Regions from separate parts of the Mus musculus genome. Here region 2 is linked to region 1. The links are chromatin contacts, called in public HiCAR-type maps. All regions are on one chromosome and are shown on one strand. The core of a region is the stretch at or near the end of the contact, and the rest is flanking DNA. Distances in the headings are between cores, read along the strand shown. Region 1 has its middle 9.0 kb from the start of Gm25216. Region 2 overlaps Cnnm1 (cyclin M1).

The links. HiCAR-type assays count read pairs that join an accessible place to other places.
Region 2: a contact with region 1 is called in a HiCAR-type map of kidney, with 4 times the contacts expected there. The contact joins two enhancer-like sites. A contact is called at or near these places in 2 of 39 promoter capture datasets (cranial neural crest and frontonasal cranial neural crest) and 2 of 115 datasets of contacts at active chromatin or transcription factors (embryonic stem cells and kidney).

Annotation. Positions count from the first base shown.
Region 1 is chr19:42,688,411-42,693,301 of GRCm38.p6, reverse strand. No RefSeq gene overlaps it. Among named protein-coding and RNA genes, the nearest start is that of Gm25216, 9.0 kb to the left of the region's middle. Within about 2 kb of position 3,336, at least 29 of the 459 cell types and tissues checked have an H3K27ac peak or open chromatin away from gene starts, as enhancers often do. A contact at or near this core is called in kidney, where this site is marked.
Region 2 is chr19:43,462,484-43,467,157 of GRCm38.p6, reverse strand. Cnnm1 (cyclin M1) reads right to left here. Exons shown (of 12, transcript NM_001373992.1): 2 at 1,894-2,037. Among named protein-coding and RNA genes, the nearest start is that of Cnnm1, 24 kb to the right of the region's middle. Within about 2 kb of position 2,652, at least 18 of the 459 cell types and tissues checked have an H3K27ac peak or open chromatin away from gene starts, as enhancers often do. A contact at or near this core is called in kidney, where this site is marked.

The sequences.
Region 1 (4,891 bases), core at 2,087-4,586:
CTGCTACTAAGGGATTCCTTCACCAGAGCTAGGACCTGCTTTTTCAGAATTCCAACACTGACTGGATACTTGTAGCTTTCTAGGAATCCTCAGGAACTCCAGCATCAGATTGGGACTGCTGAGACACCTAGTCTCACGGATGGAACAGCTACCGAATTCTTGGCCTTTCTATTGGGAAGCGGCCATTGATGGACTATCCATACCACAACCTAGAAGCCACTCTAATAATAAATCTCCATTAAAAATATATAACATATATATTCATTCATTCTATGTATTCTATTCCTTTAGAGAATCCTGAGTAACTAACCCTTTTTATAAGTCAGGGTTCTCTAGAGGAACAGAACTGATGGAATACATATATATGTATATATATATATGTGTGTGTATGTGTGTGTGTGTATATATATATATGTGTGTGTATGTGTGTGTGTGTGTATACGTATATGTATGTGTATATATATATATATATATATATATATATATATATATGATTTAATGAATGATTTATTAGACTGGCTTATAGGTTGTGGTCCAGCTAGTCCAACAGTGATGGTCTACTAACAGAAGGTCCAAGGTTTTAAGAATTTAGTAGTTGTTCAGTCCACAAGGTTGGATGCTTTAACTGTTCTTCAGCATATGATGGAATCATAAAGAAGTAGGCTCTAGTGTCAGTGAAGGAATAGACCTCCCAGCAAAAGTGAGAGCAAGTAAAGAAACCCAGGGTCTTCCCTCCATAATTATATATAAGCTGCCAAGAGAAGATGTGGCCCAGATTTAAGATGAGTTTTCCCATCTCAAAAGATCTGGATTAAAGGTGGGTCTTCCAACATCAAATGATTTAATTAAGAAAAAAATTTTTTTAAAAAGAAAAAATAATTCCTCACGGATGTACCTAGCTGCTTGGGTTTAATTACAGATGTGGTCACCTTGACAACCAAGAATAGTAGTACACACCCTTTGAGCCTGTGTCCTGACCTATTGTGACAGACATGGGTCAAATGAATCCCAATAACCAGTCAAACTTAGAGACCCTGGGGTCCCTGTGAACAAACCAGTGGGGAGACCCGGGAAGGAGAAAGGAAAGGAAGGAGGGTTAGAGAGAGAGAGACCAGCAAGAGCATGCCTCTAGTGGTCTACTTCCTCTGAGAAGCCCTCATACCCTGTCCCAAAGATTCTATCACATCCCTATTGTCCAGCTAATTACAAACCCATCAGTGGATTGATCCAATGTTGAGGTCAGAGGCCTCATGAAGTCATCACTTCCCCAAAACCCATCAGGGGAAGGGCAGTCTAGATCAAGTCCATAATCCAACCTTGGGGTCTCTTTTCCGCCTACCCTATAACAGCATTGGGTTGCCTTTGTGTTTGCTGACCCAGAAAGAGCTCAGCTAAGACTCAGAGCCTCCATTGCCTGATGAGACCAATATCCACAAGGAAGAAATTCAACGAGAGTCAAACTAAAGAATTATGCTCATAAGGCAGGAGGGTCCATCTGCCATGTCTCTGAACAGGAAAATCAATTCAACAAATATTTATTGGCACTTACTTCATTTGAGGCATGGTCTGTATATTAAAAAGAAAAATGGTATGGCCTTGAGGTAGTGGAAAAAATAAAAACACGGTCCAACCAATTTGTAAATGTCTCGGAGAGTGCAGGGACCTAGGTAGGCTCCATAAAGCTCCTGTCCAATCAGACTGATATCTCTCTATTTATCCCTCGTTGGGGCTCATAACAGCTAGAAGGATATGTCATCCTCCTGGACAGCTGTATTGGTATGACTTCTCTCCCAGAAGTCAAACAATGAGCGACAAGAGGTGACACTACTCCCAAGGCTATAAAGCAAGCCACCAGGGGAAAGAGTGCCCTCGAGCTGGGGTGAAACTGCATCTCTAGGGCCAAAGCCCCAAGGTCAGTCTACTCTGTCCTCCTTGGTCCCCTTCCCTGGCATCACTTCCTCCCCTTACTTGTGATATGGAGTTCACGTAGATCCAACAATTTTCTAAAAACCTCTTTTACAGAACTTGCATCTGTCCACAGCTTTTGGACATGGGAAACTAGGAGATTCATACAGGACTGAGTGGTGAATTTGCCTGATAAAAATTAAAGATGAGAGAGAGAGAGAGAAGAAGGAGGAGGAGGAGGAGGAGGAGGAGGAGGAGGAGGAGGAGGAGGAGGAAGAGGAGGAGGAGGAGGGGGAGGAGGAGGAGGAGGAGGAGGAGGAGGAGGAGGAAAGGAAAGGGAAAGGAAAGAGGGAAAGAGAAGAGGGAAAGGGAAGAGGGAAAGGGAAAAAGGGAAAGAGAAAAAGGGAAAGGGAAAAAGGGAAAAAGGGAAAGGGAAAAAGGGAAAGGGAAAAAGGGAAAGGGAAAAGGGAGAAAGGGAAAGAAGGGAGAAAGGGAAAGAAGGGAGAAAGGGAAAGAAGGGAGAAAGGGAAAGAAGGGAGAAAGGGAAAGAAGGGAGAAAGGGAAAGAAGGGAGAAAGGGAAAGGGGGAAAGGGAAAGGGGGAAAGGGAAAGGGGGAAAGGGAAAGGGAAAGGGGAAAGGGAAAGGGGGAAAGGGAAAGGGAAAAGAAAAGAAAAAAGAAAAGAAAAGAAAAGAAAAGAAAAGAAAAGAAAAGAAAAGAAAGCAGAAATTGGTGAGGCTTTATGGAGAACACCCCTCAAGGCCAGGGCTAAAGAGACACTGAGGCAGCACACAGAGTCACAGAACAGTGGAAACCTAAATCCCTGTGACATTTCCAAGCAAAGGGCACCCAGCGCAAACCTAGATACCTGCAATGACATTTGTCACTGCCATTGAGTGACAACCTGCCAGCCAATCTTCAGGCAGCTGTGCCTTCCAGAGCCCTGCCCCTGAGTGTTCCAATGACCTCCACCTGTGGTGACCACTTCTTCTCAAGGCTGTGGGTGACAAATGCAATGGTTACTACCCAGGACTCTGATGCATGAGGAAGAGTTCTTGGCACATAGGAAGCAAATTGAACATTTGAGAAGCTTTGAAAATTATGAAAGACATACCAGCTCAATGTACCAAACTCAACCCACACAGAAACAAGGGCAGTAAAAGCTTTGGGGCCTCTCTTCACCCCTTCCCCAAGAGGCATCCACCATTAAGGGCTTCCAAGATTTCTATGGGCCATCCATACTAACAGGGTGGTGGGTTAGCCCAATCTGGACTCTTAGAAGACTTTAGGAGGGAATGTGAACTGTGAGACATTACGGAAAACAGGAAATGCCCTGGCCAAAGTGCAAAGAAAAGGCAGAGAAACCAATGTGCTGGCAAAGGACACCCAACTCCCGTAGGCAGATCCGCTCTATTTGAGCAGTGGGACCAGTAAATAATTGACAGATGATTCACTGACCCAATGTGTGAGGCCACCTTCCAAGTCACACTCCTTGTGTCCCCAGGTTCCCTGGCAACGATCAGAAAACCAGAAACCTTTAAAAATAGACCCAGCTTCCCCTCACCTGCTGTCTAAACATGTCCCTGGCTGGCAGGGCAGGACAGCCCAGGGAGTAGCCCCCAGACACTCAGGAGACACTGCCTTTGAAATCCCTATTTTTAAACCCTGAACACTTACTAGAAAGTGTCCCACCAGCTTACATGGATATTTATTTCTTGATGAGTTCCAATCTGTGAGTGGAATTTGAAGTGGCTCCGAATTTGGGGAAAGAACCAACCTCCACCACATTTTCAATTGCCCCAGATTTATCCCTGGGGTGCGAGCCTATTTGCAGATTTCTTTTCACTTACCACTTGTGTTTAAATTGCAGTGCCGTCCCTATACATAGCCAGGGAAGCGGCTGACTGAAAATAGCTACTTACAGAAACAGAGCAATTTGGAATAAGCAAAAATAGCCCTTTGCGGTAACTTGAGTGTCTCATTTTCCGTATTGATTTCCGCACCCCCTCGAGTGTGGTTTTCTGGAACTGTGTGTGCGGGCAGGTGACACCGCGCCTTTGTGTATTTCCTGATGGACAACATACAATGCCCCTCTGGTCACGTGTGTCTAGAAAGCCAAAATCATCTAGAAAGCAAATGGGTTCAGTGTGAGCACCTCTAATCTGAAAAGTTTGGAACCAGATTTCTGAATTTTTTTTCTTGGACAGCTTTTGGAATCTTTGCATATATGTGGTGGGATAGCTTGGGGGTGTACCCCAAATCTAAACATCAAATTTGTGTTTCCTATACATGTTATGAACACAATTTGCAAGTAATTTTATGTAGTATTTTAAATGAGCCTGTGTTGTTGACTTCAACACGGTAAATGAGGTCAGGTGTGGAATTTTACGTTTGTGTGTCATATAGGACCTCAAAAAGTTCCAGAACTGGATTATTTAGAAGTTTGGGGTTAGAGACACTCAGCATGTATCACAGTCACATGCTAGCCTGTGGGTATCAGGCATTTCAGGCTTTCAGAAATTAGTGTCAAAACTTCAGAACGGCTGTTTTCAACCAGGCCACACCTCAGACCTTGCCCATGTAATAAAGAAAAGCTGCATATGGCCCTGGCAAGCCCTGTGGCTTTAGAGTCACATATGCCAGCATACTATGGCACATGGGGGTGTCAGAATGCTCAAAATGCACAGTTAGAAACCCCAGGAAGCTAAAGGTCCAGACTAGAGCACTGGGCAAGACCCCAGAGATGACTGCCGGCCCCTGTCACTCCCTGAGAGATGTTTGATAGGCATGTATAGAGGCTATCTTGTGTATACTGTCTTGTGTGTTATATGGATGCATCTCTTGTCAATTAAAAAGCCTTTGGCCTATGGCTTAGGCAGGGAATGGGAGGTGGGACATCCAGGAGGAGAGAGAATTCTGGGATAGAGCCAGTTGCAGGAGATTGGTCTGAGAGGATGTGAGGTGACAGAAGCATGGTACCTGAGCATA
Region 2 (4,674 bases), core at 1,403-3,902, 770 kb before region 1:
ATTTATGTATATTATATATGTATACATATACATACAATTTTTTTAAGTGGAGGAAGCGATTATTTTGAACACTTCTCTGTTGCTTAGAGAAAAAAAGACATGGAAGTGCTAACCTACCTCATCTGCGCTGGGGGAAGGGGAGAGAGATGTGTCTCTGTTCTCTTCAAACTTGGCCTGGAAAACAGCAGGGCCCCAGGGCTTGTGGTACAGTGGACCAGATACACTAGAGACCAAAGGGATGTGTCCTCGCAGCAGGAAATCAGGACCTCAGATTCCAGCCCCCCCCAACCCCCCTTCTTTTGGAACTTGCTTCTCTCAGGCCTTAGGACTGGCTCCCATCTACACAGCTCTAGTGGACCTGCCTTTGCCTCTGGGCCCTTATTTGCACTTCAACCTTCCTTTTGCTCTGTTTGAGAAGGTGGGATGATTCCGCCCCAGGGGTCCAGAGTGTATATAATGAGTCACAGTCACATCCTTTTCCAGCTTTGTGTGGCCCTTAGGGAATCTGTGTGGGGCGCGCTGGCCCTCTCCTCCAGGAAGAGGCTCATGCAGAAAGTGAGCGTCAAAGAGGCTTAGAACCCATTTTCTCTGCTGTCACTAGTGAGTGGCCTCCGAGTTATATGACATATTCACTTATGTGTCTACCAGCATGCCATTAACCTTTCCTCGTAGAGACATCCCTATAATCTCTCCCTTTAGTACTCTGATTTTAATAGTGGGTACTTGAAGCATTCGGGTTTTTAAAAACACTACCCCAGGAAGAGACTACTAATTTAGTCTTCTACCAACGACTAACATTTCAGTATGGTCTCCGTCAATTGTATTTAAGGATTCTGGAAGTTCTAGACCAAGGGTGGTGGGCAGAGAAGGGAGCCTGGAATGGGAGAGGTCCTTTCTGAGCGCCAACCTTGTTTGAAAATGCTCAGTACTGCATTCCCAGGTCCCCGAAGGAAGGTGCGGTGACACTCAGCTTGCTTTCGGTAAGGGCTTGGCCCGTGTTTTAGATTTGATCTCTTCTTGGCCCACGGGTATCCCTGCCATATGGTATCACAGCCTTTTGCTGCGAGGAAACAGTTTCTGGAAGATTGCTCTGGCAAACCGAGGCTGCTCATCTCAAATAAATGAGTTATCCCTGGGCAGGGAATGGAGTGGATAGCCTAGGAGATGAAACTCTGGGGAGGAAACATTTCCTGGCCAGAGACTCCCATGGACTTAGATAACATTGCAATTTCACAGACAAAGTAAGCCCTTGTGTTGCTGGCAGACAAAGCGTTGATAAGGCCCATAGGCCTGAAGCTGTCACTCACTACAAAGAGGAGGCCATATTGTTCCTGAGCGGTGCAGGGAGAGGAAGAGACCAGAGGCAGAAGCAGCAACAGGAGCCACACAGGGACCTGATCCAGGGGGCAGGAGGCATGAGAGCCAAGAACAGCATCCAACAGGGGCATTTAACCGTTTGGCTTTAGCGAAGGGTGATGCTATGACGGTGCTCGTTCATTGGTCACTGGTGGTCCGGTGTGAGGAGCTCCAAGGGAGCTGGGCTCTGCCTCTAGGTAGACAAGGAGCCACCATGGGAACAATGCAGAGGGCAGAAACAAGAGCAGAGAGCCCCCTGGGCCTCCTCTTGGGCACACTGTCTTTCTCTTAGCCATTTTTTCCATTTGAAGGCGAAGCTATCTTTCCCCAGTTTTAACGGTGTTCTGGAAAGTTCCCTTCTGATAATACCTTACCAGCATGATTCAGGATAACGTGGGCCAGGGTGCCCTGCCATGCTAGCACTGCCTGGCCGTGGGTGACACACCGGTGCACAGACTTGCCTTGACAACCTTTCCCATTGTTCATCAAACCGATGCGTTCCTGGGGGTCTCGGGAGTAGGAAGGACCCACACTTACTGTAGAGGTCAGTTTCGTCGAGGATCTCCGACTTGATGATCTCTTCTATGATGTCCTCCAGAGTCACAATGCCCATCACCTCATAGAAAGGGTCTCCTTCACCCTCGTTGTTCACTCTCTGGACAATGGCCAAGTGAGATTTTCCTGGAGAACAAATGAAACCATAGTCAAACATATGGGATCATTTTCAGAGATGATTTCTGTTTGTGAGAAAACAATACAGAGTTTCTGTTTGACTAAATTCAGGACTGAACTCACCCCAGGACCATCTGAAAATAGGAAATTGGTGTGTGCAAGTTCTTACCAATGGGAGCCTGATACTCAGAAGAAATACAGATGTGTGTTGCTCAGTGATAGAGGCAGGTTCTCAGACCTGAACTGTTAGGCAGTTTCATTGTGGGAATATCACAGAGTACAGGTGCACTGCCTAGTTTTCCGTCAACTTGACACAAGTTACAGTCATAAGAGAGGAGGGATCCTTAATTGAGAAAAATGTCTGTATTCAATAGAGGCTGTAAGTAAGCCTGTAGGACATTTTCTTAATTAATGATTGGTGGGGGAGGTCCCAGCCCATTGTGGACAGTGCTGTCCCTGGGCTGGTGGTCCTGACTTCTATAAGAAAGCAGACTTAGCAAGCCATGAGAAGCAAGCCCGAAAGCAGCACTCCTCCATGGCCTCTGCATCAGCTCCAGGTTCCTGCTGTTTGAGTCCTGCCCGGCTTCCCACAGTGGAATGTGCTATGTAAGCCAAACAAACCCTTTCCTACCTAACTTGCTTTTGGTCATGGTGTTTCATCACAGCAATAGAGACCCTTATTAAGATAGCACTTATGCAAACTAATGGTTATGTCATAACTAATGACATAATGGTATGTCATCACTAGATAACATTTTTATAAGACCATTCTACATAATCTATTGTTGGCCATACATTGCCATGTGGCACTTAGTTATATTTTATAACGTTAGTTTGCATATAGGTTGGACACATAGGATACAATGTAACACATTTACACAATAAGTAATGGTCAGATCAAGGCATTAGCATGTCTACCATCTCAAGCCTCATTGTGTCCTTGAATCAGGTCTGTGTGTACTAGCTGTTTTGAAATATGCGGTTAATCATTGTCAAGTAGGGGACTGTACTGTGGTCTGAGCCATTAGAAGCCACTCCTCCTATCCAGCACACAGCTGTACCTGCTAGCCACAAGCCCTCCCTCCTTCCTCCCTTCCACCTGCCTCTTGCTTCTGAAAACCTCTTGTTTCTTTTAAGGGCAACTTTCTAACATGTATCTAAAATGTAAGCTAGTTACATTTTTTTTCTTTGAACTTTGACACATTGATAAGAATATATTAGGTGAAGGAGACTCAAGAGCCTAATTGAAAAAGTAAGACCGAAGGAGAATTAGATTAAAAGTCAGGCTCCCTGTTTAGGCAGACTGGTTATTACCTTCAGGTAAATTATTTAACTGCCACTGAGTTGCCAACACTCATGTGGAATCAGGAACCAGAACCAAGGCTGTGGACTTTTGGAACTGCCTCCACGGAAGGCTGTAGCTAATATGTCCTGCCCCTGAATCTGGGTGGGCTTGTTCTGTACCCGAGGTTGGGTGGTAAAAGACAACAACTTCTGCTGTAGAGACCCTGTAAGACGGTTGTTGACTACCTTTTTTTGTTTGTTTGTTTTTGTTTTTTGGTTTTTCGAGACACGGTTTCTCTGTGTAGCCCTGGCTGTCCTGGAACTCACTTTGTAGACCAGGCTGGCCTCGAACTCAGAAATTCGCCTGCCCCTGCCTCCCAAGTGCCGGGATTAAAGGCGTGTGCCACCACGCCCGGCTGGTTGTTGACTACCTTGAGGCCACCATGGTTCAAGAAGCCACCTTGAAAGTGGGTGCTTCATTCTCAGCTGAAAGTGGGTGCTTCAGTCTCAGCTGACCCAGGCTTTCTTGTCTTCCCTAGTGATGGCTTAAGTACTGCAAAGCAGAGAAAAGTTATCCTATCATGCCTTTCTTAGAAGTCATTAGTGTAATAAGATGGGAATTGTTTTCTATCTCTGTTTTGGGGATGACTTGTTATCAATACTCTAGCTAGAACTGGCCACATAGCTGGTATATTTGTAAAAAGGTTTAGTAAACTATAATGTATCACAGGCAGATATGACGTCATCTTGATTACCAATTTGGTTGGATTGAGAGATATCTAGGAGGTTAGTAGTGCATACTTCTGGGTGTTTATATGAAGGCAATTTTAGGAAGGGTTAGGAGGAGGTGGGGAGGAGGAGGAGGGGAGGAGAGGAGGGGAAAGAGGAGGGAGGGAGGGAGAAGGAGGAGGAGGACCCACTCTGGGTGCCTATGGCACCATCAATGTGCCTCAGCTCAGATGGGATAAGGGGAAAGGAGAAAGCTTGTTTCCACAACCATTCTCCGTCTGCTTCTGGCCGCCATGATATGAGCTGCTTTTTCTTGGCCACCATGGCTCCCCATGGGGACAGGATGAAACCAGGAACCAAAGAAACCCTTCCTTGTTAAAGGTGTTTATAGCGGGAACATTCTGACTAATGTGGCAGATGTTTTGTTTTTACTGTCTAACAACTTAACAAGCGCTAATATTTGTTGAGCTCTTGCTTCATGCCAAACACTATTTGGAACTCTTGACACATGTCAAATGATTTAATCCTCAAAAGAGCTGGGGCCAGGCAGTGGTGGCGCACGCCTTTAATCCCAGCACTTGGGAGGCAGAGGCAGGCAGATCTCTCAGTTTGAGGCCAGCCTGGTCTACAGAG